Linked DNA regions of Mus musculus: all the other regions are linked to region 4. The links are chromatin contacts, called in public HiCAR-type, HiChIP or PLAC-seq, Micro-C and promoter capture Hi-C maps. All regions are on one chromosome and are shown on one strand. Each heading gives the region's core, a stretch centred on a gene start, on an enhancer-like site or on the middle of the called end of the contact. The rest is flanking DNA. Distances are from core to core; before and after follow the strand shown.

What was found. Promoter capture Hi-C pulls out the DNA fragments that hold promoters and counts their contacts. Hi-C and Micro-C count contacts between places; a contact is called where the count stands out from the background. HiCAR-type assays count read pairs that join an accessible place to other places. HiChIP or PLAC-seq counts read pairs in DNA pulled down with a chosen protein or histone mark.
Region 1: a HiCAR-type map of astrocytes shows a contact between it and region 4, with 3 times the contacts expected there. The contact joins the promoter of Chst11 here to the promoter of Nuak1 in region 4. A contact is called at or near these places in 3 of 39 promoter capture datasets (the 3T3-L1 cell line, hippocampal neurons and liver) and 1 of 115 datasets of contacts at active chromatin or transcription factors (astrocytes).
Region 2: an H3K4me3 HiChIP or PLAC-seq map of embryonic forebrain shows a contact between it and region 4, with 6 times the contacts expected there. The contact joins the promoter of Glt8d2 here to the promoter of Nuak1 in region 4. A contact is called at or near these places in 3 of 39 promoter capture datasets (3T3-L1-derived adipocytes, liver and pre-B cells) and 1 of 115 datasets of contacts at active chromatin or transcription factors (embryonic forebrain).
Region 3: a contact with region 4 is called in a Micro-C map of embryonic stem cells, with 4 times the contacts expected there. The contact joins the promoter of Slc41a2 here to the promoter of Nuak1 in region 4. A contact is called at or near these places in 1 of 39 promoter capture datasets (hippocampal neurons), 1 of 484 Hi-C or Micro-C datasets (embryonic stem cells) and 1 of 9 other capture datasets (liver).
Region 5: a promoter capture Hi-C map of liver shows a contact between it and region 4, with 4 times the contacts expected there. The contact joins the promoter of D10Wsu102e here to the promoter of Nuak1 in region 4. A contact is called at or near these places in 7 of 39 promoter capture datasets (the 3T3-L1 cell line, 3T3-L1-derived adipocytes, hippocampal neurons and 2 more).
Region 6: a contact with region 4 is called in a promoter capture Hi-C map of liver, with 7 times the contacts expected there. The contact joins the promoter of Eid3 here to the promoter of Nuak1 in region 4. A contact is called at or near these places in 1 of 39 promoter capture datasets (liver), 1 of 484 Hi-C or Micro-C datasets (embryonic stem cells), 2 of 115 datasets of contacts at active chromatin or transcription factors (astrocytes and embryonic forebrain) and 1 of 9 other capture datasets (adipose tissue).

What each region holds. Positions count from the first base shown.
Region 1 is chr10:82,982,820-82,987,444 of GRCm38.p6, forward strand. It overlaps Chst11 (carbohydrate sulfotransferase 11), which reads left to right and starts at 2,678. Exons shown (of 3, transcript NM_021439.2): 1 at 2,678-3,163. The coding sequence starts at 3,046.
Region 2 is chr10:82,687,488-82,692,346 of GRCm38.p6, forward strand. Glt8d2 (glycosyltransferase 8 domain containing 2) reads right to left here and starts at 3,163. Exons shown (of 10, transcript NM_029102.3): 1 at 3,002-3,163.
Region 3 is chr10:83,334,877-83,339,455 of GRCm38.p6, forward strand. Slc41a2 (solute carrier family 41, member 2) reads right to left here and starts at 2,941. Exons shown (of 11, transcript NM_177388.3): 1 at 2,884-2,941. It overlaps Gm40722 (predicted gene, 40722), which reads left to right and starts at 3,813. Exons shown (of 2, transcript NR_168611.1): 1 at 3,813-3,996; 2 at 4,515-4,579.
Region 4 is chr10:84,438,539-84,443,462 of GRCm38.p6, forward strand. It overlaps Nuak1 (NUAK family, SNF1-like kinase, 1), which reads right to left and starts at 2,130. Exons shown (of 7, transcript NM_001004363.2): 1 at 1,577-2,130. The coding sequence starts at 1,819.
Region 5 is chr10:83,356,637-83,361,557 of GRCm38.p6, forward strand. It overlaps D10Wsu102e (DNA segment, Chr 10, Wayne State University 102, expressed), which reads left to right and starts at 3,585. Exons shown (of 4, transcript NM_026579.3): 1 at 3,585-3,737. The coding sequence starts at 3,623.
Region 6 is chr10:82,864,474-82,868,738 of GRCm38.p6, forward strand. It overlaps Eid3 (EP300 interacting inhibitor of differentiation 3), which reads left to right and starts at 2,153. Exons shown (of 1, transcript NM_025499.2): 1 at 2,153-3,457. The coding sequence starts at 2,234. The coding sequence ends at 3,361. All of the region lies in intron 2 of Txnrd1 (thioredoxin reductase 1), which reads left to right.

The sequences.
Region 1 (4,625 bases), core at 1,428-3,927, 1.5 Mb before region 4:
TTAGGAGGGGTGAGAATCTCTGTTCTAGTAATGCTGCTTCACCTCGTCTGCAAGACACATCCAAGGTACAGCCCTGCTGCCCATCGCAGTAGATAAACAGCAGCTGTTGGTGTAGCCCAAGTGCTTTAAGGCACCAAAAGTAGGGATTCTCTGTCATTGCCATAGAACCGTGCCTGTCTTAACAGATATGTTGGGAAAACAAAGCTGACTTATTTTATTTCGCTGGAGCAGAGACTGAACCCAGGACCTCATGCACGTTAGCCAAGAGCTCTACCACTGAGCTAAAGCCAAAGCCCAAAGCCTGGCTTTAGAAGCAGTCGTCTTACTTTGGGTCATCACTGAAAAGATACAATCTTCTTTTTTTTCTCCACATCTTATCAGTTGATTGTCCTTTTTCTTGTCAATGTCAGTAAGGTAGCACAGGCAAAGGGGAAATAAGTTTTTGTTAGACCAGGGACAGAAAGAAAGTGGAGACTTCCTTTGCAGTTGGTAAGTTTACAGCTTGACATGGGACTAAGAATCAGAACCTCTCCACTGACTACAAGTATGCTGTGGACAGCAGGGTCATAGCCTGTTGCCATTGGCTATGACCGTACACCTGAGAGGGTTCTACCTTACCTTCCTAGTCTAAGAGATAAATACCTCGCCATTTGTGACTTCCACCCGCTGTGTGCCAGTTGTACTGGGTATCAGAGTGGGATGGAGGGAGAGGAAGTCACCTTGATCCTTCAGGAGAGTTCTGTCTATAGGGCACAGTGGCTGGAGGTGGGGTCGGATCTGGAGCACAGAGGAGGAAAGAGAAGCCCAGTGAGAAATTAGGGGATACTTCCTGGAAGACGTGGCAAGTCACTGGCACAGCCTCTTCCGATTCTGTATGTTGGGCCAACCCAGATTTTGAGGATGCAAGCATGGATACCTGGCAAGGCTCTCCGTCCTTCTCCGGCACATGGTTCAACTCAATCTTCCAAAACCCCCAAAGACTCACATTTCTCACGTCTTCCTTGGGTGTGTGACTACCCAAACTGGCTTATTATGAATGTCCAGGCTCAACAGTGTGGTTTTCTGCCTTGGGCAGAAAGATGATGGAATGAAAGGCATGCAAATCCCTCTTCATCGTGCTTTGGTTAAAGAAGATAATGGCACGCCTGTAATGAGCAGCCCTGCAGGCCCTCTGGGGGATATGCCCCTACAAGGGGTCCATCCTCCCACCCAGTGCACTAGGAGGAGACTATACAGCAGTGCCTACTCACATCATGTGGGGACTCCCTGGGGAGTGGCTTGTATTGGAGCATGTATATCTCGGCCACCTCAGCAAGCAACTCATTCATAAAGGAGCAGCAAAATAATACTGGCTACATAAATATCTCCCTGTAATTGACTCTTGTCTGAATCACAGGAAGCCTGCGGACTTTCTCTGCTGAAGGGAAAACTTCAGGAGAAGGAAGAGGAGGTTTGGAGGCGTTTCTGGATACATGTATCAGAAAGCAACTTGTGAGTCTGTCAAATGTGAGGGGAGGATAAGGCCCATTACATTCAGATTCGACAAGAATTTATCAGTGCCCCTGTGAAGAGACACATTCAAAGGTACAATGTCTTATGGAATCCAGCATTCTGTAAATGCATTTAATGGTAAAGTAGAAAGGTCAGGCTTTACAATAACCCTGCTTTCCTGGCATAAAAGTGATCTCCTTATCATTGACCCGCGTCCACCTTATTGATCCTTGGCCACCCAAATGCATGGAGCTGAGCATTTAACAACATTTTACACAATGCAGGTAAGCAGCGCCATCTTTCTCTCTACCTGCCAAGGCTAAGCTGGCTTGGATCTCCCCCTCCCAGCCTCCACTCCCAACACTTTGTTGGACTTTTAGGGGCGTCTTTTCACATCCGTCCGACTGATTCTCATACACTTCGAATAAATTACAGAAAGCTGTACCTTTTGGTGAAACAGTTTTAAAAGCTACAAACCCGCTTTGCCCCGAGGGGTGCGGGTGAGGGCACGTGTCAGAAAGGCTAGCAGCGGCAGTCACCAGATCCTGGGATGCCGGAACAGTTTCCCTAACCTTGACTTTAAGTCCGCTCTCTTTAACCTCTTTGCAAAAGCAGCCCTCAAGCTGAGCTGTCCTTTGAAAGAAAAACGGAACTGCCCAGTTTTTGATCAGTATGAGAAGGGCATCCGCTCTTAGGGGAGCGTGGGGCAACTTCCCCTGCTAAACCGCCCAGGGATTGTAAATGGTCGCGTGTCAGCAGGGCTCCTGTTTGCCTCTGTCACCTAACCTGCTTCTCGCCACACCGGAGAACGGGTGGCAGCACTACAGCATCTTATTCATGGTTTTCCCCCATCCCGGTTGTGTCATGGAAACGTTCACGCAACCTCGAGACAGCGGCCCAGCTCCGCCCAGGGACTGAGGGCTTTTGGGACCCTGCGGGAGCGTGCTGCGCACTCCGGACTCCCCGGGAAACAGCTGGACGCGACCACGTCTCGGGTAGGGGCGGGGGGAGGCGACGCTCCGCCCCGGCGCGGCCCCGCCCTCCCCGCTCGCCGGCGCCCTCCCCTCGCCGGGGGCTGCGAGTTGCGTTTGGTAAAACCCAGCCCTGGAATATATAGATCACTGGAGCGCAATGAAGTAGCTTTTGGCGAGGGAGGGAGGGAGGGGGGCCTGGACAGTCACAGAGGCCAGTGCACGGCGGCGGCGGCACCTTCCTTCTCGCATCCCGGTCGCCCGGCCCGTGAGGAGGCAGCGGCGGCCGCAGGCGCCAGCAGAGGAGGCGGCGGAGCATCGAGCAGAGGCGAGGCGGACCGGCAGGAGCGCGCGGCCGGAGCCACGCATCCTCACACTTGCACACCAACTCCTGCGCCTTTCACCCTCTAGACCAGAGTCGGGGCCTCGGAGAGCCTCGGTGAAGCTAGCGGGAGCCAGCTCCGGAGCCCAGCCAGCTCTGTTCTGAGCCTCCCCGGTGCTGGTACCCCCGCGGCGGGGTCCCCGCTTCTGCGCTCGGGACGCGCCTCCCGGACAGCCGGGTCCCCGCGGCCAGGACAAAGCCATGAAGCCGGCGCTGCTGGAAGTGATGAGGATGAACAGAATTTGCCGGATGGTGCTGGCCACTTGCTTCGGATCCTTTATCTTGGTCATCTTCTATTTCCAAAGTATGTTGCACCCAGGTAGGGGGCGCGTTAGCGTGGTTTTGTTGGATATTTTCTCCTCTCTCGCTCTGCTTTCTGCTTCTTCCAACCTCACCTCTTCCCTTCGGCCTCTTCGGGGCTCTTTACTGCCGGGATCCGCGGGTCACGGAGTTGGGATGGGAAGAGAAGGTGCGCTTCCTCTTCCTCCCATCTCCAGGCTAGAGGTTGAGACTGCAAGGAGAGACAGCGGCGCGTGTTGTTGCCTCCTTTTTCTTTTCTTTTCTTTTCTTTTTTTCTTTGTGTCTTGTCTATTGGCTAGGTGGCATAGAAAGGTAGGGCTTGTTGGAAGCTGCCCGGGTTGATGGGAAGACTACAAAACTCTGTCCGGGTTGCTGCTGAGGGCTGAGGTGAAGCAGGCGCTGGCAGCCGGCTGTTCTGCGCCAGGCAGCGCTGCCTCTTCCTGGTTGGGGACCCCCGGGCGAGTGGTGCACGCCCCGGCTGGGTAGTGAGTCCCTGCAGCCGCCTGGGAAGCCCCAAGCCCAGCTACCACGTGTTCCAAGCTCAGCAGCAGAGCAGGTGTGGGGACAGAGTGGGTAGGTTCCCTGCTCTTCTCTCCATCGGGGGAGATATTTTGCGAAAACACCCCAGGGTCCAGCACGGTGGTGACTTTGCAGCTGTTGCTCCTGGGCCTGGTCTACCATCTCCTGGCCCCAGACCCCCCAGCTAGGAACTCCAGAGCCTTTGGGCTGCACTTTGACCATCAAAGCTCTTGGAGATACTTTGTGCAGTTTCATCCCTTCTTCTTGGGTTCTGAGCATTTAGAGACTTCTGCAGCACAGGAACGAATCCTTCCTCACGTCTTCTCTGGCTTAGGCTAAATACCAAGTCTCCTATCAGGATAGGCAGGGCCTAGGCACCCCTCATCCCGGGGGTCCAGAAGGAAAGTTTGGTGCTAGAGAAGAGAGGGGCGCCCTGGAGTGCTCTGGCCGGGCTGTGCTGCATGGTTTAGAAGCCCAACAGGTAGGACTTTCTAAGACGGTTCTGTATGTGGCCACCCAGCCTTAGACTTGGGAACCCCTTTCCCCATTTCTTCTGGATCAATAGACCTGTACTGGGTCACCTTGACATATTTTGACTCCTCAGAGTCGCTACAATAATCATTTCCTTTCCTAATAGCAGGGAGGAAGGGGGTGGGGTGGAAACACGTATCTTTCCAGGGAAATAAGGCTGTTTTTTTTTTTTTTTTTTTTTTTTTTTTTTTTTTTTGCCTCCCGCCTTCTTTACGTGTATAGCTAACACTTTCAGTAGACTCAGCCGCGAATTCATCAAGCCAGACAGAGCCGTAAAGCTGTTCCTTGCATCAAACAGGCAGGGATTCCTTGACAGCGCAGGGACAGACTGGCCTCTCTTCCTTTTGGGGCTCACAACAGTTGTTAAGGAGGTCTGGCTGCCAAGAATATGGTCTTGTGCTACCCGGACACCCCAGCCAGTCCTGGTAAAA
Region 2 (4,859 bases), core at 1,913-4,412, 1.8 Mb before region 4:
ATTCAACCCCCTTCATGCCAGTCTGGTATCCTATAGCTTAGGTTTCTATCTTTAGTTGTTTTTGCTCTTGTCTTTTAAGATTTATTTATTTCATTTTATGTACACATCCCTTATCTGCATGTACACCTGTATGGCAGAAGAGGGTATCAGATCCCATTACAGTCACCATGTGGTTGCTGGGAATTGAACTCAGAACCTCTGGAAGAAGAGACAGTGCTCTTAACCACTGACTCATATATCTAACCCCGATCTTGAATGTTTCCAGTTCAAAGAACTCACTCTGTAGAACAGTTAGCCTCAGATTCACACAGATCTCCCTGCCTGTGCCTTCTGGGTTCTGGGATTAAAGGCATGAACTCCCAACCCCAGCCTCCATACTGTTTCTAAAATTGTGCTGTGCCTGTGTCCTGAGTGCTGTACCTACACCTGTGATGACTGAGGGCAGGACTGTGACTCCATGATGGGTCTGCCTGTCCTTTCTTAAAGATAGTTGGAATGAGCGGCTCTTGTTACTTTGCTTGTCTCCCGGGAGAAAGGAGTCATCAGCCCATTACAGATGAGCCAGTGGTCCCATTCCAAGGATGAAGGCAGGAAGACCCACAGCTTTTCCAAGCTGGATGACATCTGAGTCATGTTTTCAGTATGATAAAAGTCAATAATCATTCAGTGTAGAAAAGCTTGTCACCCTGTCTTCATTACAGCTGGAGGCAGCTTTGGGAGGTATCAAATGTCAATGATGGACCGAAGAACTCCCAAGGCAAAGTCCTGAACAGTGGCAGCTTCAAGAGAAGCAAGAAGACAGAGGGCCTCAGGCCTTGCCTAGGACATAAAGCAGAGCACAGAGAGCTAGGCTAGCCCTGAGAAACAATGTTGTTCAAAGCCCCCAGCCCTGGGGATGGTGCATGGATAGCTGCCTTAGCAGTTCCTGGGAAGACCTGAGAAGAGTTCTTTCAGACCAGGCAGTGGCCAAGGGTAGATTAGCTCTGTCTAGGAAGAAAAGACAAAAGTGGGAAGGAAAATACCTCAAAATTCAGAGCCCCAAAGATTTATTTTACATGTCAATGCCAATCAGTTGATAGAGAGAAATCTAAAGCTACCACCAGGCTCTTACTTTAGAAGAGTAGAGATAATTATTGATTAATCAGATCTGCCATGGTGCTGGGAAAGACCTGGTTGTCCAAAGGTAAGAGGGAAATAAAGACAAAGGTGCCCACAAGCTGCTGTTGAATGATTTCAACATTAGAGACTATGCTTAATGCACTGGGAGAAACGTCATGAGCAGTGTAACTGAACAAGAGATACCTCGCGTGCTGTGAACGTCTCCCATAGGGCACCATCACCCCCAAAGCTTCTATACCATCTCCCCAAACTGACTTAAGGGTCAAGTCCTAAGCGCTTGAACTTTTGGAACCACAGACATCGCATTTAGAGGAAGAACACAGCACCCCCGTGGCTGCTCACCAGAAGTGCTATCAAATAGGATTTCATAAAGGAGCCAACATGAAAACAAGTGTGGTCAGAACAGCGAGTACCAGAGCATGTGCCAAGCCATGTTCATGTATGTGATAAAATGACTCAAGTTTGGGAACTGCCACATGCTAAAATGTCCTTAAGTGGCATTCTTTGTTGAGATATTTCTCAGGACCTTTAAAGTGTTTTTCTAGTTTTTGCTCTGTCTGAAGGGGCTTGGAGCTCCTTCTCCAGTGGGACTACATCCTCTTAAACATCCTTTGAAATATTCTGACATCAAGGAAGCAATAAGAGAACGATGTTTCTTGGGAATGAGGAATGAAAACGGTGACTTAGTGAACATGCCTTTCAGAGAGGAGGATGAAGAGCGGAGATGTGTGTGTGTGTGTGTGTGTGTGTGTGTGTGTGTGTGTGTGTGTGAGAAAGAGAGAGAGAGAGAGAGAGAGAGAGAGAGAGAGAGAGAGAGAGAGAGATGGAGGGTTTAGGTATTATTGTGGAAGGATGAAGAAAGCAGGGTCCTGGGGAAAAAACATGTTGGGAGATGAGGAACACTCAAAAACATCAGAATGTCCGGGGCAGGGACCTGTCCAGTTCAGCATGTGTCACTTCTGTGACCTTCATTGTCATTATCAGCATTGCCAGGGAAGCTGGCCCTATGTGCCACATTTACTTTGTATCTGTGTGTCACATGTTACATTGTATCACTTTATTTCCATTTTGCAGATAGGAAAATGTAGGCACATGGATGAGATATGACCAGAATCAGGCTTATGAAAGTCTTCCCAGGTGGCACACAGCCCACACTTTCATTACTGTAGGGCACAGCTCTGTTGTTGGCTGTATCAGAGGGAGAACTAGAATTCCATTATGTAATACCAAAAGGATATTTCGAAGAAGCGCAATACCAAAACATTTCGAGAAGAAAAAAAAAAAAAAAAAGGCAAAACCAACCCACCAGCGTCCTATTGGCCAGCAGGCTGCATAGGACAAACATCCTGCGTCTTTGGATGCTAAATCAAACACTGTGACTCCCATACCACAACAAAACCACAGAATTAACTGCCAGTTCTCTTATTGGGTATGGAGGCCCCTGAAGAGTTTCTCAGGACAGATTCCAAAAACATGAATCATAACTCAGTTATGTCATTTTGGCTCAGAAACAGACTCACATTAAATGCGAACACTGATCTCTGTCATGTCTAACTCCTGATCCCCAATGCAACTTAAAATCCAATGCAAACGAACAAACAAATCACCATTAGGGCAGAGATGGGAGAATAGGGCTAGCCTCTGCTCTGCAAAAATAGCAAGATGTGAAAAGCTTATACAGTGAGCGTCTTGGGTTTGCTGCAATAGAAAGGTTCTTTACGATGTTACATTACAAACTAGGGGGCTTCTGGAGGCTGAGGCTGTGAAGGGGGCAGTCTGCCTCCTCCGAGTTACTTCTCTGAGTTCACAGCAAAATAAACAAGTGGTGTAGACAGAAAGGGTGAAATGGAAAGATTATCTTGCTTGTAATTGCTGTATTTACCTGATGGATGTGAGGGTAGGCTTTGGGCAACTTGGTCCAGAACCGCTGCAGAGCTGAGCATTCAAACTGCGGCTGGCCTCGCGGGACCACTAAGCTGCCTGTTGCTTCAGCTGCTTCCCAGATCCCATTGGAAATCCCAAATGGCTTGCGAGCCCTGAGTGTGCCTCAGCCGTCCACACCCACCTCCGCTTGCGCTTGCGTTGCCTGAATGGCTCGGGTTTCTTCCACTCCTGCAGCCTCTGGGAACCCAAGCCTTGTGCAGGCAGAGGCTGCTCCTGAAACGCTTCCAGATGTGCTCGTCCTGAAGGCAGGGCAGGTTGGCTGGCTGGGGCAGACTTCCTCTCTCGGCTTTCTCTTGCAGTCTGCGTGTGAAACTCTCAGCAAAACAGGGCTGTTCTGGAGTAAAAGCTGCAAACCTAGGGAAGAACAAATGTTTGGAAAGTGAATTTATACCGTCGTGCGTCTAGTGTAAATTTCTAATTTCAGCCAGGTTCTTGCTGAGAATCTTTGAAATCTCCTGTGTGTTGAAATGTTACCATGGCAAATCATGTCTCAGACAACCATCGTCTTTTATTGAGGCTGTGATAAAGACAGAAGCTTCCAGGTGGGGTGTATTCCCTCTGGAGGGGAGAGGCATCAGTCAGGGGGCAGACTTGGTGGCAACACTGCTGTTCTGTGGTTTTGCAGTTGATCCCCAGAAATGTAGGAATGGTACCAGAGCTTTGCCCAGGATCATGGAACATATTCCACAATGGCTTCTCTCTAACTTTCATAAGGAACTCCTCGATGGCTGCCTCCATCACAAGCAGTCACTTCCTTCCAATCACATGGAACTTTGAACATTGATAAAAACAGATTCATACCTTCTGCTTCATTTTGTTCTCTCAGTGTGTTAGGTAAGCTAAATTTTGCTCCACATTTCAGATTCCAGCCAAATTTGGGTCCTCTGAAAGAGCAGCAAGTGCTCTTAACCACGGCCACAATTTTCCAAGTTTTAAATTCTTTCAGCCTTCTCTTCTGTGATATTCCTTGAGCCTCACATAGAGACGAAGAGTTGATATAGAGTCCAGATTAGCGCTTAGCACTCAATGCAGTTGTCATAGTTCGTATCGTTTGGGGAGACTCTGGCCTCCCATAACCATTGACTCATAGGGTGTTATCACATGCCTGGGATTTTCATTTGATAACCATGCCTTCTGGGAGTCACATTGCCCACTCATGAGGGTATCAGATGTGGTAGAGTGGTCCCTCAGACAGGTCCCAAGGCAGTACCACAAACAGGACTGTAGGCTGATGCCTGTTCAGTTCAGTTCACTCCCAAGATCACCTCATCTGTACCTCTCATCTACTCAAGAGGATGCCTGGCATTGAATTATTCTACTATTGGATAAGTGGATGATTGGCATGAGTTTCAAGACTGAAATAGTAACTGTTTTCATAGGACCTACTTCTCATATTAACTGAAATCTCTCTGGTCATTATTTTCGAACCCTTTCCTCTGGTCCCTAATGTATGACTCCCAGTCCCTTTCTCTCCTATTCCTGCCATGCCTTGAGGACACAAGAGGTTTCTTATCTATGACCAGCATTTCCATCTTGTATGGTGGATTCCTCCTCCTTATGATGTAAACGAGAAGAAAAAGAAACTCAGGCCATCAGTGACACCTCAATGGTGCAAGGGTACACTGGAGCTCAGTTGTTAGATTTATTTACTATTGCAGGTTTTCAGTCTCTCCATCTATTAGGAGTTCTGCTAGAAGAGGCCTAACAGAACCAAGGGTGAAAATGTATCGTGCATGCCAGGTGGTGGTGACTGGGTTCCAGGGCATAAAGATCTGGTCTGGTCAGTTAAAGTAAGG
Region 3 (4,579 bases), core at 1,691-4,190, 1.1 Mb before region 4:
TTGTTAGCCAAGAACCTTACCAAGTCGGTTAGGTTAGAACCCTCTCCCAGGTATGTGATGAAGTGGGTCTGGATCCTTCATCTCGGTGTCCCACCACCAAGTCTGTCTTCAGCGGGAATCATTTTAAGATGATTTTCCCAGAACCCCCCTCTCTGGGGATGCCTCCTTTCAGCACCTTTCTATCCACTGCCCCCTCCCCTGCTCTTCACCTATGCATTCCTGCCCCTCCACACATAGTCAGGGTTAAGTCCCATCTCCCCCCCAATGCCAAACCCATTGCCATGGCTCATCTACTACTACAGTGGCCTTCCATCAAGTTCCTCACCATACAAGTTCCATCAGATACTTTTTTCTTTAGTAGCAATTAGATCCATGGAGAAGAGAACTGGAGTTCAGAGAAATGCCATCTCTTCTAGTAACTTTGGGAAGAAAGACCTTAGGCTGGATTTGTACACACACAGAAATCCCCCATGCAGAAAGCAGGGCGACATCCATTCAGTTCCAGATGACTCTTAATCTCAGCTCCAGCAAAATGTTTTTCACTCGAGGTGCCAGTGGATACCTGCAAGCCCAGTACTTGGGAAGCAGAGACAGAAGGACTGCTGCAATCTCAAGGCCAGCCTGATCTACAAACACATACACACACACACACACACACACACACACAGAGAGAGAGAGAGAGAGAGAGAGAGAGAGAGAGAGAGCTAAAAAAGCAAATATAATGTCTAGCATCCACAAATATCATAACTGCAATAGAAACTACACAGACCGAAAGGAGAAAAGTACTTTTTACTTTACTGGGAAGTACATGAGATTTTGTTTGAGTGATTTGTTTAACATCCAACATAAATTACTTGTAGCTAATAAGTGAAACTTTTCAAACATATAATATACAAAAATAGCCTAAAGTCCCAGCAGGACACCCAGGACCATACCTCCTGTGGCTTTTCTCAAGAAAGCCAAAGAAAGAAAATCACAATAAAATGCCCAGGAATGACCAGGTAAAAGGTGAAGCGTTCTGAAAGAGTCAAATGCCTCTTAATCATATTTTTATGCTACTTTGCCAGTGGCAGTCAAGAATCTAGAATTTTTCCTATAATGAATAAGACATCTCAGCAACAATAACAAAAAAATCAAATATGACAGCAAAAATAGGAGTGGAGGGTCTAAACAGAAATCTCTCCAAAACAGATACACATATGGCCAATAAGCATACAAAAGGCGTTTTAATCTCTTGTCTGAGATGCAAATTAAAACCAGGAAAAACACTAGGATAGCTTAAAAAAAAAACAGTAAAAAATAACGTGTCGGTCGTTGGCGGTTTAAGGAAAACGCAGCCCGCATAAACTGGTGGAGTATAAAACGTAGCAACAACTTTGATTAAAGTCTGAAAGTTTCTCAAAAATGTTAAGTACCAAGCAATTCCACACCTAAGGTTTGGGGCATTTAAAACACACATCCACAGAAGTTCTAGCAGCATCATATCCGATGGCTAAAAGGTGAAAAGCAATGAATGCCATTTCATTAACTGGTGAATGGGCACACACCGCATTATCAGTCATTCAGCTCCAAGAAAGTAGAGAGCCGACCCACACTAATTACACCATGAATGAGCTTTGAAAACAGTCTGGCTACGTGAAGGAAGCCAGACAAAAAGCCACAGACACGTTGGTTGGGTGTGGTACAATCCTGTGTGAGATCACCACTTGAGAAATTGAGGCAGGAGGACCACGAATTCTGATTAGCCTCAACTATAAGGGAAGAGTCAAAATCTTGTCTTTAAACGGAGGAGGTGGGAAACCACAAATACTGTATGATTTCATTAGTGTCTCCAAAGAGCAAATGCATAGGCACAGAAAAATTAGTTGGGGCAGTGGGGGGAATGGGTGGCAAGCAACTAAAAGGTATAGGGTTTCGTTTGGAGATATATATATATATATATATATATATATACATACATACATACATACATATATATATATATATGTATATATATATATATATATATAGAGAGAGAGAGAGAGAGATAGTAGTGACAGTTACAAAACTAGATGAATACACGTAAAGCCACCTTTGGGAGAGATAAGTAGCACGTATGCTACATGACTCATCGGTCAATCAAGCGTCCATTTACAAAAAGATGACACCGGGGCACTATACCTAAGAACATAATATATAGGTAACACACAAACATGCCAGCTCTCGCCATAAATGGACACCGAGGCTTCTTAAAATTGAGGTATAGTGTGCATCCATAAAGCCAAGAACTGGGTGGCAACGCTGCTGAGCCCCGAAGCAGGCTCCAGGGGTGAGCGCAACCCGCCTCGCAGCATCTGCATCCGAGCTCACCTTCCTCCATCCCTCGGCGCGCGCCCCCAGTCACGGCCACCGGAGCCGGGCAGCGGCGGGCAGGGCTGGACAGAACGGGGCGGCCTCGGGTCCCGCCGGGCGAGGCTCCAGCATCCGGCCGCACCACCGCCCTCCCACACCTAGCCGTGCCTCTGTCTCCGCTCCCGCCGCGGCAGCCTGCGCCGAGCCCGAGCGCGGCGACGCTCTGGGAGTCGGTGAGCCCGGCCCAGCCCCGCGGGCCCGCCTCGCCTCCTCGCTGCCACTGACAGTCGCCCGATGCCCGCGGCCACTCGCGCGCACCCCGCCCCGCCCCGCGCACGCGCGCAGCCGGCTGGGCCCGCGGAGAGCCGCTGATGTGGCCGCCCGGAGGCTACCCGGATCCGCGGCCGCGCCCCGGCAGCCGCCCGCCCGCCGGCTTGTTCGCCTGCCCACTTGACCGCTCGCCCTCCTGCCAGCTACGACTCCTGGCTGGTTAGCTTAGGCTGTCCTGCGCATCCTCCCAACCGCATCCCAGCCCGCGCATCCTCCTCTCACCGCTCCGTCAGCCCCGGGCCTCGTCGGGGGTCCAGCTCGCGTTCCTTGCTGAGCGGAATGAAGCCGAGGACGTGGGAGTCGTTCGTTGCGCTCTTCTGGGAGGCCAAAGGACGGGGAGGAGACGTGCGGGCAGCGCGTCACGCCCTCCGAGCGCCTGGCAGGGTCAGAGCCAAGTGCACTGCGCTGCTCAGCCGAGCTTTGCAGTTTGCCCACGCTCGAGTTTTGGGAGCCAAGGTAGACTTGAGCCAGAATTTGCCAAGGAAAATCGGGGGCTGCTTCCATGACTGTTTGTTAAGCACCTACTATGTGCGGTTCAGCTAGTGGGACTCCACCATCCCACCCTGCAAAGATGTGAGCCCCAGAGCACTGACTCTTGGGGGGAAACTGCTCGTTTTGATTCTGAGGCTATTATTCTATTACCTTAGACCAAAGTTTTCACCAAATTCAGATGGGGGTAATTTAGCACCTTTTCAGGTGGGGACAGGGACACACACACAGAGACACTTCCATCTGACTGGACATGATGGCACCTGTCTTTAATCTCAGAGCCAGGTAGTTCTCAGTGAGTTCAAGACCAGTTCTCTACTCAGCAAGTTCCAGGAAAACCAGGGTTACATTGTGAGATCTTGTCTCAAAACAAAACAAAACAACAACCACCCTCATTTTCTTGTGGGTTTTTTTTTTTTTTTTTTTTTTTTTTTTTTTTTTTGGTTTTTCGAGACAGGGTTTCTCTGTGTAGGTCTGGCTGTCCTGGAACTCACTTTGTAGACCAGGCTGGCCTAGAACTCAGAAATCCGCCTGCCTCTGCCTCCCAAGTGCTAGGATTAAAGGCGTGCGCCACCACGCCCGGCTTGGGTTGGTTTTTTTTGTTTGTTTGTTTGTTTGTTTTTTTGTTTTTTTTTGTTTTTTTTTTTTTTTTTTTTTTTTTAAACCCTAGAGGACAAAGTCTCTCTGTGCAGCTCTGACTGGCCTGACACCTGTTATGTAGCCCAAGCTGCCTTTGAACTCACAGAGAGCTGTCTGCCTCAGCCTCTCAATGCTGGGATTGAAGGCGCACACCATCATTTTCCAACCTTCTCTCAAACTCTTACCCTTCCTGTTCTGGAATTACAGGTATGTACTATTGTGCCCAGCCCTAGATCAAATTTTGTGTGTGTGGGCTGGGTGCGGGGGTGGGAGGGAGTTAAAGACAGGAGATATGCTTAGCAGTTACAAACAGGTACTGCTCTTGCACAGGACACAAATTTAGTTTCCAGCACCTACCTACACACACACACACACACACACACACACACACACACCTGGAAACACCAGCTTAGCTGGACGAAGTGCCTTCTTTTGCCTTCCACGGGCATTAATTAGCATTCATGAGCACATACCCAATCCGTGCACACAGATATACAGTAATTTAAAATCTTTAAAGGATTTTAAAATTCCTTTAGGAATGAAAACATTTCTATGAAGAACATGGGTGTTGAATTTAAAGTTACAGGGAGTCGTTATTTTGGTTTAGGGTTCTGTGCTAAACCCCCAAAATGGAGTCACTTACCATTAACCAACTGCCCCACTTTCCCAGAAACCTGTATGAATTGCATGATGTTGAAGCAGCCTCTGCCTTAATTTTTACACAGGCAAACCTGATGCTGAGTCCTCTGTTGCTCCCACCCCACCCCTCCTGTCTCTATCTTAAAAGAGA
Region 4 (4,924 bases), core at 880-3,379:
TTTCCAACTTACCAGCACGATTCTTCATCAGCTATTAAGACAACCAGGGAAAGGAGCTACACTAAGTTTCCGCTTATTCAACGTCCAGCCTGGGGAGTGTCACCTCGGGAAGAAACGCATGAATGAGCGTGCTGCTCAGGCTCTTCATCTGCAGATAATCTCTCCAACACACACACACACACACACACACACACACACACACAGAATTCTCAGTCTAGAAAGCAAAGGGCACCTGCGCAATTATCATAAAATTCATGTATGGCAGAGAAGTTTATTTTAAGAACACAAATCCCTATCTCCAACTCATTGATAACAGACGTTTTAAAGATGATAACGCAAGTCAGCGTGGGCAGTGAGTCTGAGAAGCGGAGGGGCTCTGCAGCTGGCCACATAGTTGAGATTACAAGAGCAAACCTTGCTGACCGCAATCAGTTTCCACAGAACTATCTCTATATAAATAAAAAAGAAATACTACCAACACACTGACAGTTCGCTTTGCCCTCCCTGTAGCTACTGGTTAGGTTTATAAGCAACAGCATCCTCCCCCAGTCCCCCAGTACCCCGAAAAACTGCACACACGAGAAGCGTCATAGTTTCTGACTTTGGCCCTAAATCGATTAAAGTACATCTGATATGCTTTAAATCAAAGAACCATGTGCATTTCTGCCATACACCACACAAACTCTTTCTGCAAGAGTCAGTCACTTTGAACCCAACTCTAGCCACAACCAGTGTGGATTTCAAGGGCCTGTTCTGCAGAGGGGGAACCGACAACAATCCAAAACTGGGACAATACTGAGCCCCCGAGGCACCTGGCAGAGCTTCAGCTGTATCGGGTGCGGCCGGCCAGACCCCTTGAACAATTTAAGTAGTCCTGAAGCCAGGACCTGGTAAGGCAAGCGAGCCTGCTGCAAATCAACTCTGGGACTGAATGGCCACCCCTGCCAGGGACATGTCATGCTTGCCAGAGGCGGGAATGCAAGCTGTCAAGAAACCTCAGACATTCAGTAGAAGCTTTTAGGTTTGATAGACAGGAGGAGTCTGTCTTTTGCAGCAAGAGCAGCATCAGGGTAAGCAAGCATCCCAGTGGAAAGGAGAAGTGGGACTGCAGGTAGATGGGAAAGAAGCGGGGGTCCTGAGCAACTACAGGACACCACACTTTCGAGCCCAGCTTCATGGCTGATAATGTAGGTCTTTTTGGAGTTTGTACAAATAAGGAACTCCCGGACAAGGTCTGAAGGTGTGTCTTTGGGGAAGACCCCATGTTCTCAAAGCTGCAAAATGTGAATCCTAAACACTACTTTGCTAGCTGGGGTAAAAAATAAAAAAATAAAAAAGGTGGGGTGAGAGAAGCCCCCAAAATATGTGCAGACAAGATGTAACAAGTGTTTTCGGAGATATACACCTGAGTCACGGGGTGCTGAAAGGAAAGTGAGGAGTCTGACTGGGGGCTTCTGCTGAAACCTTTCTAGAGAAGGGAGCCCCGGTGGCGTGGTGCCCCCAGACCGTCTCCCCGCCCCCATCTTGGGCCACCAGGGAACCAGCTCGAACCCCTCCAGGAATTTCCCTTACTCACCACTCGGCCTGAAAACCTCTCGGTGGCTCTCTTGACTTTGCCGTAGGTACCTTTGCCCAGGGTCTCTTGCAGCTCATAGCGATGCTTCAAGTTGTGTTTGTGGTGATGTCGCTTCACCCCGTGCGGCTTCCTGGGCTCCACTGGGGCTGCAGTCGCCCCGGCCACCGCCTCCAGCGGAGAGCCCGGCAAGCCGGTCTCTACAGCAGGGCCATCCCCTGCCGCGGACACTGCCGCCCCTTCCATGACCAAGCGCAGGGCGAGCCGAGTTGGAGAGGGCAGGTCCCGGCACAGGGGCTCGGGGTGGTCCCCACCGAGGGAAACCGGGGTGCGTTCAAGGTCGCCCCCGCAGCAGCATTGCTGAGACGACCCGACCTGGCTCTGGCTGCCGCTGGGGCACTAGCGGCGGCGGCGGCGGCGACTGCACATCTGGCGTCCCGGGCGCGCACGCTCGGCGCACCGCCCCCTGGCCAGCCGCGGCAATCTGCGGAGCGTCCGGCGAGGTGGCAGCGATGTCAGGGGAGGCGGTGGTGTTGGCGAGAAGGAGGGGAGAGGGTGGCTCCGCGCGCTGGAGAGGAGTGTTATGTGGGGCGCCGCGCCCCCCGCCCCCGCGCCGGGAGGACGCGCAGACGGGGCGGGGCGAGAGGGGAACGCGGGGCGGGCGCCCGGGTGTCCCCACCTCCGCGCCGGGCCACCGAGCAGGGAGGGGGCGGGGTGCGTGTCGTTGTTCACTCTTTGTGCGGCGCGGCGCAGGCCGGGGCGGCGGCCCGGCTGCTTTGTCCTCGCCGGGTGGGGACGCAAGGTCCCGGGTGGGTCGAGGTGGAGGGGTTGGGGATCGTCAGTGCTCTTGTCCCCTCCCCGAGCGTCCCGCACTCACCCTCCGGAACTACTGCGGGCCGTCCGCAGCTAGCTTGGGCCGATCGGCCTCGGATAAAGGTCGCAGGTCCCCGAGGCCGCAGAGGCGACAACGCACAGAGCCAGGCTCACGCTCTGTGGCCCGGGGCTGTAGCCTCCTGGGCCACCCTTCTTCATGTTTGTTATGGTGTGGCGGAGGCCGCCAGGCTCGCTGGAGCAGGGGGAGGCTGGGTTGAAAGGAGGCCCAGCGGTGTTGGGTTACCGGCGGTGAGTCACAGTCCCCTCCAGCCGCCGAGGCCCTGCAGGCCCCCAGCTCCGGCACGGTCAGGGCAGGGCCCTCCTGGAGCAACCGCGGAGCCTGGAAAGTCCCCGAGAGGGATGCTTCGGAACCCCGGCTCTCTCAGGGAGAAAGGCGGAGTCAGGAACGAAGGGAGGCTCGAAGGAGGAACCCGGCCCTTCTCCAGGGCTCCGATCTCCCGGTAAAGTTCGGGAGTCCAACAGGGACCAACACCTAAGAGGAGGGAAGTGGGGGCCTGGATGGAGCTGGGTCCCCTGAGCTGCCCAGCGCCATTGGAAAGACCCCTTTCCGACAAACCAAGGCTCTGAGATAAGCCTAGGCCTTGGCCTGCTGAGCAGTTCCTTGTCCAAGCCAGAGGCCACTTGCAGGCCTCTTGACCCCCTCAGGCGATGGGAATTTTCCTTTGACTAAAACGGCCAGATCTCACCCCACCAGGTGAAGGTCAGGCAGGAAGGCCTCCCAGCAAGGCTGCCCTGGTTCTCCTGAGATGAAGGGAGGAAAAATAAGACATGAAAAAATTAAAGGTATCTTGAGAAATTTTTTAAAGTAATTTCACATAAATTACATTGTTCCACACTAGGGTGGGAAGACCGACCAGGAAGAGCATCTGGTGTAGTCTCCAAGTACTGGCACTTCCTTCTGCAGCCCTCAGGTTCCTCCCGCCCTCCAAATTCCTTCTGACTTCACTCTTGTCTACTTCTCACCTTACACTGGACTCTAGCAACAGCCTGTCTTCTCGAGACGCCCCTCGCCCCCACCCCTGTTGTCAGAGTCATGGCCTGAAACACACCCATTGTCGGCCCTCACTCCTCCGCTCAGTTCTGGACTTGATAATGGTCTTATCTCCAAACTTTATTTACTTATCTTACTGATGCCTGAAACCCTCGGCCGGTCCCTGCCTACCTTAAAAGCACTCACATAAGACAAAAAAACGCAAAGACCATGCCCCAGTCTATTCGTTCCACTAGCCCTTTCAGGGACACCCTCTCCTTCCCCTCCCCCTCCCCATTCCCCATCCTGAAACTGTAGGCAGCTTTTAAATGGTCTGTAGACATCCCTGCATGTAGATTGAGAGACAAGTTGGTGGCCTGCAGGGAGAGCTCCCACCCCCACCGGATTGGTTGGATGACTTAATCTCTTAAGACTTTCATTTGTTCTTCAAATATGCATTAGTGGGTCTAATTGGTTTTAGTTTTTGGTTTGGATTTCAGGTAAATAGATTGTCTCTACATTAGTAATTAAAATGCCAAGTGTTCTGGTCCCTTCCCTCCCCCAGCATGTGGTAGGAAACTATTACCCCACTGCCCCCTTCAGGGTCATATCTGGCTATATAACTTGCCTCGGTTGAAAGATTCCATGCAGGTACCACAATCACTGTGTCTTCCACCTGGGAACTTAGTTACAGAGTAAAGTGCCTTGTCCCATGTCCTCATCTTGACAAGCAGTGCACAGTGGGCTCAGGCTGAGACTCCCTGTAAAGGGAACAAGAAAGTCCCCCAGGAAGATTGGACTGGAAAAGCAGCCTGGGCAAATATTCTTTTGATGTGTTCAGCCAGGAAGATGATAGATGTTTGATTTGGCGGATGACCTGTTCGGGCAGGGTCACTCTCAAGTGCAGGGTCTTCGTCCCTATGTGTTGGATGGAGAGAACCTACCGTATGCTGTTAACCATTTTACAACAGCAAGTGCTGCTATGGAAGGTAGCTGCTGTGATCTCTGTTTTCCGTTGGGGCTAGCATATCAGAAAGGCTTAGAGCGTGGCCTAACATTGCTTAGCTTGTACGGAGTAACAGCAGCACGGAGACTTAATCCCTACCTGTCCCCCTCTGCTGATGCCAGGCTACCCCTCCTTAAATGGGAAGGAGGCAAGACCCAAACACGGTGTGTGGCACACTGTCATGTCCAAACCCTGGGAACTCCTGCTCAGCCTGAGTTCCTGCAGCATTGATAACTGGAACGCAAAACATTTATGTGACTACATGTGTGGGTTTTTTAGTTACGTGTATTTGTTCTGGGAATGTATGTGTGTACATACATACAGGTATGTGGAGATAAAAGGGTAACTTGGAGAGGTCACCTCTCTCCCTCCACCATGTGGTACCCAGGGAATCAAACTTTGACCGTTGGGCCTTCATCTGCCGAGCCATTGCCAGCCCATATGTGGTTATTTTTATACAGAGAAATTACCTCCTCTAGCT
Region 5 (4,921 bases), core at 2,335-4,834, 1.1 Mb before region 4:
TCCAGTCTTGCAAGCAGACAGACACCTGGCAGCCGTAGTTCAATCTAAAGAGACTGACTTGCCAGCCGGCCTGAGGCGAGGCAAGAAGCTTCAGATACCGCATGAGTTTCTCTCAATGTCGATGTTAGCATAAGCTAAACTCAACAATGCTATGTAAGACGAACCAATACGAGTGTGATTGTGTGTGTGTGTGTGTGTGGGGGGGGGGTGTAGGAAAGAGTAGTAAGGCGGAGCAAATCAAGCCAAAGCTCTGTCTGTGGGTCATATACAGACTGCTTCATCAAGCATCCGCTCACCTGGGTCTGCCTCAGGAGAGCAGTCTTTCCTGTGTCTGCTTTAGCAAGACATCCTTTCACCTGTGTGCCCCAGCAAAGCATCATTTGACATAACTGACTTTCCAAAGAAACTAGAAGTTTCCATTTCACCCTTCTGACCTCCCCAGGCAGATCAGAGGTCGGTGTGAAGAGGAGCATAAGCGCCCTTTTCATGGTAGTTCTCAGCTGACAGACAGCTCAGCCTGATTTCCATGACTCTCTGACTGCAGCATAGCCAGCATCTGCCATCATAGCCCACTTAGCATCCTATCCTACTCGCACTGTTTTCAGGGATTGCGACACATTCCCCCAGCCATTTCGGGGAACAGATCTGTACTTTGTGTGTCTGGATAGGGTGTGTATGAGCTCAGATACGGAGGTCTAAGATGCTCAAGAGGTTGGTTACCGCGTTGTTGTGTAGTGACAAAGAACTGTGGTAAATAATCTTAGGCTAATGAATGATACTGAAGAGTACTTCCAATGCAAGAAATGAACAACCAACATTTGTCTACTTCCAAAAAGAAAGAAGAAATATATATTCCAGCCCTTTGATTGTATTTTAATTGGGTTATTTGGGCTGGCCAACAGATTAACAGGTTAAGGTGTCTGCTGCTATAATTTTTTAATCCATAGGACCAAATGAAGTGGGAGAACTGACTCCCTCAAGTTGTCCTGACTTCCTGTCATGTGCCCCTGTGCCAAGGCATGTGCCCCACCACACACACAGACACACACACACACACACACACACTGTGCACACACACACACACACAGAGTTGGGTTTTTAAAAAAAAATTTTTAAGATTTGTTTATTTATTTATTTATGTCAGCACACTGTTGCTCTCTTCAGACACAGCAGAAGAGGGCATCGGATCCCATTACATATGGTTGTGAGCCACCATGTGGTTGCTGGAAATTGAATTCAGGACCTCTGGAAGAGCATCCAGTGCTCCTAACCACTGAGCCATCTCTCCAGCCCCACAGGGTTTGTTTGTTTGTTTTGTTTTTGGAGACACAGATTGACTATGCAGCTCTGGCTGGTTTAGATCTTGCTATGTAGTTCAGGCTGGCCTTAAACTCACAGAGATCCACCAGCCTCCCTGCCTTCTGAATGCTAGGATTCAAGGCACTACTTGAATCAACAACTGCATATTTACTGCTGCTCCTGTTCACACCAGACATGAGGTGGAAGGAACTCAAATGTTCATTATCAGAGAAAACACACTGTTAGCAAGTCCTGGTAGCAAATGCCTGCTTGTAATCTCAGCACTTGGGATTAAGTGTTTGAAGATCGATAGCATGGAGTTCAACTATATAGCCTAGGTTATACAGTGTTCCCCCCAAAACAAATCCCTGCCCCGCCCCCCAAAGAAAGTGTGGTACAAAATTCAAGAGCATATTATTCAACATTAAAATTGAAAGATATCCTTTTCAATAAACCTTGAAGACATTCTTCTCAGTGAAATATGCTAGTTACACAAACAAGAGTTTATGATTCTAGTTACACGGAAAGAGAAATTATTGGGTTTGGGGTGGGAGCTGAGACAACTCACTTCAGAGATGGAAGCTTTAAAAACAAAAGCTTTATTTTCTGAGCACTCAGGGAGGCAGCTAGTATGGGGTCTGAACCTCGTCCTGGAAGGGAGATTGTACTTTTTGTTTTGTTTTGTTTTTGTTTTTCGAGACAGGGTTTCTCTGTGTAGCCCTGAGAGGGGAGCTGGGGGGAGCTGCAGTCTTATCCAATTGTGTTTTGACATTATAAGTTAAACAAGGGAGTACTGGGCCATATCCAGGGCACCTGGTTTCAAGGCCCTTAATTCCATTAGGTGCAGAGCTCAGAGTGATAAGGAAGCAGGGGTGGGGTGGGGTGGGGTGGGGGTGGGGAGGAGTGGGTCAGCTGCATGTAGTTAACTAGTGCATACCAGGCAATTAGTTATATATTTTTAAAACTTACACACCTTGATTTAGATAATAGCAATTCCTCTGCTCTCTACCAGTTAACAGACAATTAGGAAAACATGTAGACTTGGGACAGGTGTTCGTTCCTAGGTCTGGGAACATGAACTTGCTTGACCCTGCCAGCAAGATGGAGAAGTTGTCCCTGAGATGGCTGGACTCAGATAACTGTCTCCTTACACATTGTCCCTGAGGAGATGCGTTCACACAGACAACTGTTTACAACAGAAGCTGTTCTGATATAGGGAAGTCCCCAGCTTCCCTAGAGACTGGGACCGTGAATTAAGTTTCTCCCTATGATTAAATGGGAGTCTGGAAATGAAATGGTAGCACTTGGAATACGTTTCTTTCGCTTGTTCTCAACAAAACCATGAGCATTGGGTCCCAGGGGCAGGAAGAGGGGAGGAATGGGGTTTGTCATTCAGGGGTTTTGTTTCAGCTTTTTAGAAATGAAGGATTTGTTTTTCTGTAGGAGACCAAACTCAGTGCCTCACTCACAGCTCTACCTTTTAACTACCACCTGGAACAACCTTTTAGGATTTTGACATGACAGTGTTCCAAAGGCATGCTGTATATATAGCAACGTAAACAGCATTCTTAACACTTCTGGGTTTTGTGTTTACAGTTAAATAGTAAACTAAGCTGGGGTCTGGTCATCCAGACCTGAAATCCAGGCTATTTAGGACCTAGGTGGACTTTGAGTACCAGGTCAACCGGGGTAACTTGGTGAGGCTTTAACAAACAACAAAGTATGGTAATGGGCGGCTGTAGATTTAAGTACACGGAAATGGAAGCTGGAAAATGGTGATTTTGAAGTCAACCTGGGCCAGCCAGGATGACAAAAAATAAAATATAGAAAATGAAAAGAAACTGGGTGTGGTGGCTCCCACCTCTATGGCATCTGGAAGACTAAAGCAGGATTGCTACAAACTGAAGACCACAGAAACCTCCCCAAACAACAACAAAAATGGAAATAACGACAAAGGCCTCGCACCACCTTCTTCATGCTTGCATTTGCTTAGCTTGACCAAGCCGGGTTGATTCTTTTCTAACAACAATAAAGGAGGAGACTAGGGCTAGACTTGGGCTGGGGTAGACTAGGCGCCTGACACGTGCATCCGCAGCGCTCCGCCCACGCAGTGTGGTGCCTTGTTCCCATCCTCCACCCCGCCTCGGCCCCACCCCCGCTTCCGGTTCCCGTGGGTCTGAACTTCATCTCTAGGCGCGAGCTCTGGCCACGCACCCGTAAGTCACCGCCCACCTCCTAGTTTCGGCCAATTGCTGCCTTGACCCCGCCCCTTCCCCGTGCCTTCCTATATCCGGGCTTCTTTCAGTGGCGCTGGGTTGGAAGCATGGAGTTCCAGGGCGAGCGCGGGACCGGTCCTGGTGTTTCTTCGTCTTCTGTAGCCTGCTCGCAGGTCACGGTGTCCAGGGAGCTGCTGACGGCGGGGAGCGAGGGTTCGGGAGGTGAGCGACGGTGGAGAGCGGGGTGGGTTGGAGGGACACGGAACGCTGCTGGGTCAGGGACACTGCGGGACCCGGGAACGCTACTGGAGACACTGCAGGAGGTTGGGGATGCTACCGGGGACCGGGCACGCTGCGGGGTTCTGGGACACTGAGGCGCCCGAGACGCGGCAGGGCCGGGGAAGCCAAGGAGCTCGAGACGCTGTGGGGAGTCGGGGGTCCGGGTTATTGCGGGGCCGCGGACGCCGAGGAGCCAGAGACCCTGCGATGGCTAGGGATGCCGGGGAGCCTGGAACGCTGCGGGGGTATGGGACACCGAGAGAGTCCGAGACGCTGCGGAGGTCGGAGATACCGCGGAGTCTGGGACGCTAATTGGGAGGGGATGCCACGGAGCCCGAGACGCTGCCGGGGTCTGTCCGGGGTACGACTAGGCCAGCCCGGCGCTGGGCGGTGGTGGTTCTTTTTTTTTTTTTCCTCTACCTGCCAAGCCGGTCCAGGCCAGGTGGTCCTTGTAGAGTTCATTAGGAACCGCCCAGCCTGGCAGCATTTGGAGAGGCAGAGGCAGGCGTATTTTTGAGTTCGAGGCCAGCCTGGTCTACAAAGTGAGTTCCAGGACAGCCAGGGCTACAGAGAAACCCTGTCTCGAATAAACAAAGAACAAAATACAAAAAAAAAAAAAAAAAAAAAAAAAGTGGGCAAAGGCTTGAGTCTTCAGTGTTTGTTGCTTGGACTGGGCAGTTGGTTTGTTTGGAAAGGTGCAACTCGGAATAATTAATTTTTTAAATTGAGCACCTTCTAGGTAGGAGAGCTAGGCAAGTATATTCTACAAAAAAAAAAAAGCCCAGTCTGACTTGCCCAAGTCTACATAACCGTTTCTGGTTCTCTGTATTATGTACCTCTGGTATGTGGAGGGGGCTATTCTCTCTTCCTACTATGTGGGGAGTGAATAGCGCTTCCAATTTGGGAGGCAAGCACTGTGTCCATAAAACCCTCTTTTTGGGCCCTATTTCTGACTTCTGACTTACCTTTTGTGTGTGTGTGTGTGTGTGTGTGTGTGTGTTTCAAGACAGTGATTCTCTGTGTTGCCCTGATTGTTCTGAAACTTACTCTGTAGATCAGGCAAGCCTCGAACTCTTGCCTGTGCCTCTTAAGTGTTGGGATTAAAGCATATCTGAATTTCTTAACTA
Region 6 (4,265 bases), core at 903-3,402, 1.6 Mb before region 4:
CTTGGCATGCAGTGCAGGTGAGCCTTTGTCAGAAAGAAAGAGGCCACTTCAGTTAATCATGCAACTGTGAGGCTAGGCCTTACCCTGTTATCTCTGACACAGATCTGTATGATGATATACACATTTAAAAATACTTTTGTTAGGACTTAGGGGTAAGCTGAGTGGTATAGAGGGATTGCCTGGCTTGCCATGGCCCTAAGTTCAAGGTTCAATCCACAACACTACTAGAAAACGTATGCTGTCTTAGGGTTTCCTTGCTGTGAAGGGACAACATGACCATGGCAAAGTATTAGAAAGGAAAACATTTCATTGGAACTGGCTTGCAGCTTCAGAGGTTCAGTCCATTATCATCATGGTGGGAAGAATGGCAGTGTCCAGGCAGACGTGGTGCTGAAGGAGCCCAGAGTTCTACATCTTGATCTGCAGGCAGCAGAAGGAGACTGTGTGCCACATTGGGCATAGCTTGAGCATAGGAAACTTCAAAGCCTGCCCCCACAGTGACACGTCCTTCCACAACACCAAACCTCCTAATAGTGCCACTCCCTATGGGCCAAGCATACATATGGGGGCCATACCCATATAAGCCACCGTATATGCCAAAAGAAAAAAAAAGGAGTCGGACAGTGGGCAGTGGTGGTGCACACCTTTAATCCCAGCACTTGGGAGGCAGAGGCAGGTGAATTTCTGCTTTGGAGGCCAGCCTGGTCTACAGAGTGAGTTCCAGGACAGCCAGGACTACACAAGAAACCCTATCTCGAAAAACCAAAAAAAAAAAAAAAAAAAGAAAAAAGATCAGTAATAGTTTTTAAGATAGAGTGGAATACGCAGGAGACCGATTTTGCAAATGAGGAAACTCAAGTATATGGAAATTACAGAAGCATTTTTTTTTTTCATTTAAAGATGTGTACATTTAAATGTGGATATGTGCGTGTTGAGTACAGAGGCCTGTATGTACATCCTCAACCTAAAAATATTTTTCTTTTCCTAAAACCTAAAACAATGAAAAAAATCATTGCTTTGTATATAAAAGAACATAGTAAGTATGTACTCGGTAGTTAAAACCACTGATTATATAATTTTTATTCTATATGTTATAATTCCCATCTTATAAATGAGGGACAGTGGTGGCTTGCAGATTTAGCACCCGTCTAAGTTAATATAAGTAGATAAAGACTGGGACACAGGCTTTTCTTCCAGCCCATTTTTAGATTGGATTCCTTGAGGTGGAGTTAAAGTTGTGAGCCTGTAAGTGCTCTTAACATCTAAACCTTGTCTCCAGCCCCTTCAGCCCATTTTAAAAAATTAAAAATTAGTATTGTGATATATGTATGATGTATGTTTAGGCATGAGTACCCTGGTCTGTATGTCAAGTTTAAAAGACAGCATATGTGTAGACATGAGTACCATGGTCCATGTATGGAATTCAGAGGACAAGTTTGCGGAGTTGATTCTTTCACTCACGTTGAGTGGTTCGTCTTTTTGAAGGTTTATTTTTAAAAGTATGTGCATGCACACATGATTGCCAGTGGAGGCTAGAAGGAAGTGTTGGAACTGGAGTTACAGGCAGTGGCTGTGAGCTACCCCATGGGGTGCTGAACTCTGTCACTGACAGAGTCCCGTGCCCCCCCCCCCCCCCCAAGCTTTCTGTGGTGAGAGTTGGGTATGATGCGCTTGTTGAACTTAGAAACAAAACACTCCTCACATTGTTAAATCGCTGTGCACTGATAACTCCAGCCACTTAATTGCGCCATGGGTCACTGGTGAGCTGGTGTGTGGTTCCCAAAGCATATTATTCACCCAGTAGGTGATAACACAGATGGTGCGAGATGATACTAAAAATCTTCTTAGTTTGCTCATCTTATAGGATTCAGGTTAACCTCCTCTGTAGTGTATAAAAGCATTTAGCCTTTGGCAGGCTTCCCTTGCAAAATCCTGCCTGCCCACTGTTCTTCCACCCTTGAGTGGAGACACTCCTAAGAGTGTAAGGGATGGTGGGGGTGGGGGGCAAGAAGCATCCTTCATGCTGTGAATTAGCATGTACTTCCCTCTAAGCAGAAAAAGAACAACGGGAGCCTGGGCTGGAGGTGTGGTCTCTGTGAGCTGGGGGGCGGGGTTGCTTGCGCATGGGCAGGAGGCTCTGTTCCAACGGCTTACCTTTGCCATCTCGCGTCGCTACGGTTGGTAGGTAGTATGGTAGTAGCCCTGGGAGAGCTGTTACCTGCGCACCACCACCATGTCTAAAGAAAAATGTTCCCTTACTGGAGGCAAAGAGAAAAGAGGGGAGCTGGTCCGGAGTCTGGCATGGCAGCACCTGGTGAAACAGGAGGAGGAAGAGGCAGTGAAGAAGGAAGAAAAGGAGGAAGGGGAAGATGAGGAGGAGGAAGGCTCAGACAGTAGCTCCGATGACCCGAACCCCGAGCCCCCCTGCATGCACCCAGACCTCCTGGAGCTGGTGGTGGATCGAGAGAAGTGCCGCAAAATCCGCAGGCAGTACCGGCAGCTCATCTACACCGTGCAGCAGAACCGCGAGGACATTGTGAACACGGCCAGCGACACGCTGAGTGAGGCCCTGGAGGAAGCCAACGTGCTGTTTGACGGAGTGAGCAGAACCAGAGAGGCAGCCCTTGATGCCCAGTTCCTGGTTTTGGCCTCTGATCTGGGTAAAGAGAAGGCGAAGCAGCTAAACACCGATATGAACTTTTTTAATCCCATTGCCTTCTGCGATTTGCTGCTGTTGTTTGTGGGCTTCAATTGGGTAGAAGAGGAGTGTAAGGAATTTAGCGACTGCGATGATAGCATAGTTCTTTCCTTTTGGGGCATGTTGCACGAGGAAGCAACCTCCTGGATGCTGCAAGCCGAAACGTTCCACTTCATTTTTGGGTCATTTAAGGCAGAACGTTCTGCACGAAAGCCCCGGCTTGGATGTCACAAAAGAGCTTGCAAAATGGAAGGAAGTGGAGATATGCCTACAAAGTTGAGGAGGCTGGATGTGCATGCTAATCAGGAGACGACAGAAAAAGAAGTTGAGAGAATCTTGGGATTGCTGCAAACCTACTTTCAAAAGTACCCCGATACTCCAGTGTCATACTTTGAGTTTGTGATTGATCCAAACTCATTCTCTCGCACTGTGGAGAATATCTTCTATGTGTCTTTTATTATTAGGGATGGCTTTGCAAGAATAAGGCTTGACCAAGACAGGCTGCCAATTCTAGAGCCAACTAATGTGAGCCAGGTGGATGATGAAAGTGATTCCTATTCGTACTGCAGGAAACAAGGCGTTATATCTTTGAGTTTACAGGACTGGAAAAATATTGTCTCCACTTTTGAAATTTCAGAGGCTATGATCAAAAACTCATATTAAAGAGTTTTATTCATAGTATATCTTGAACTAACATCGAAAAATGGAATCTAAACAGAAGCACAAACTCTAGTAAACTATTTTCAAGAACAAATGAAATTGTCTACTGTGCAGTGTATTTTACTTGATAATCTAATAAGGTTGTAATCTTAAAAGTTCACTCTCATGCTTATGGGAAAGTTTTTTTGAAATTCACATGACACTCTCAGTAAGCTCCCGAGTTTCTTAGAAAGTATTAATTAGCCAACTTGCTAAACACAAAAACCAGGACTCACTGGGATACTGAATTGCTTTTTCTGACGCTGCAAAACTAAGGGCAAGGGGGCTTTTCACCAGGTCGGGGCAAGAGTGAGAACAAGACAAGAAAAGTCAGTAGTGTTCAGACTCTCAAGTCCAGGTGACGGGCTTCCTTTCAAAAAGTGGATCTCTGTATTCTGAACTTTGTTTTTGATAAATGAATTTAATAAAAGTGTGTGTGTGTACTGTAAGACTGAAGCCACTAAGTCTTGAAAGGCAGGTCCAAGTTAGACAATAGGGAAGGCATCCTGGCTTGGTTTTGAGACAGGGTCTCCTCATGGAACCCTGGCTGGCCTGGAACTCACAGTGACCTGCCTGCACCTGCCTCTGCCTCCCACCACACTGGGGGAGAAGGCATCCTAGGGAAGAAAACAAGATCAAATCTGTGCCACTGAGACGAGTCATGACCCAAGAGGCTGGGCAGATTTACAGAAAATTTACCCTTGACTATGAAGCAGGCGGGAATGTCCCTGACCTCGCCAGTGTTCAGAGGTAGACAATATTTGTCACTCCCAGTTGCAAGCCTTATCTTTGGCTAATCTTTCACCACTCAGTATCATCATGATTTTTACTAGCAGTGTCCCTCCGTGATGTTTCAACATGTAACAAC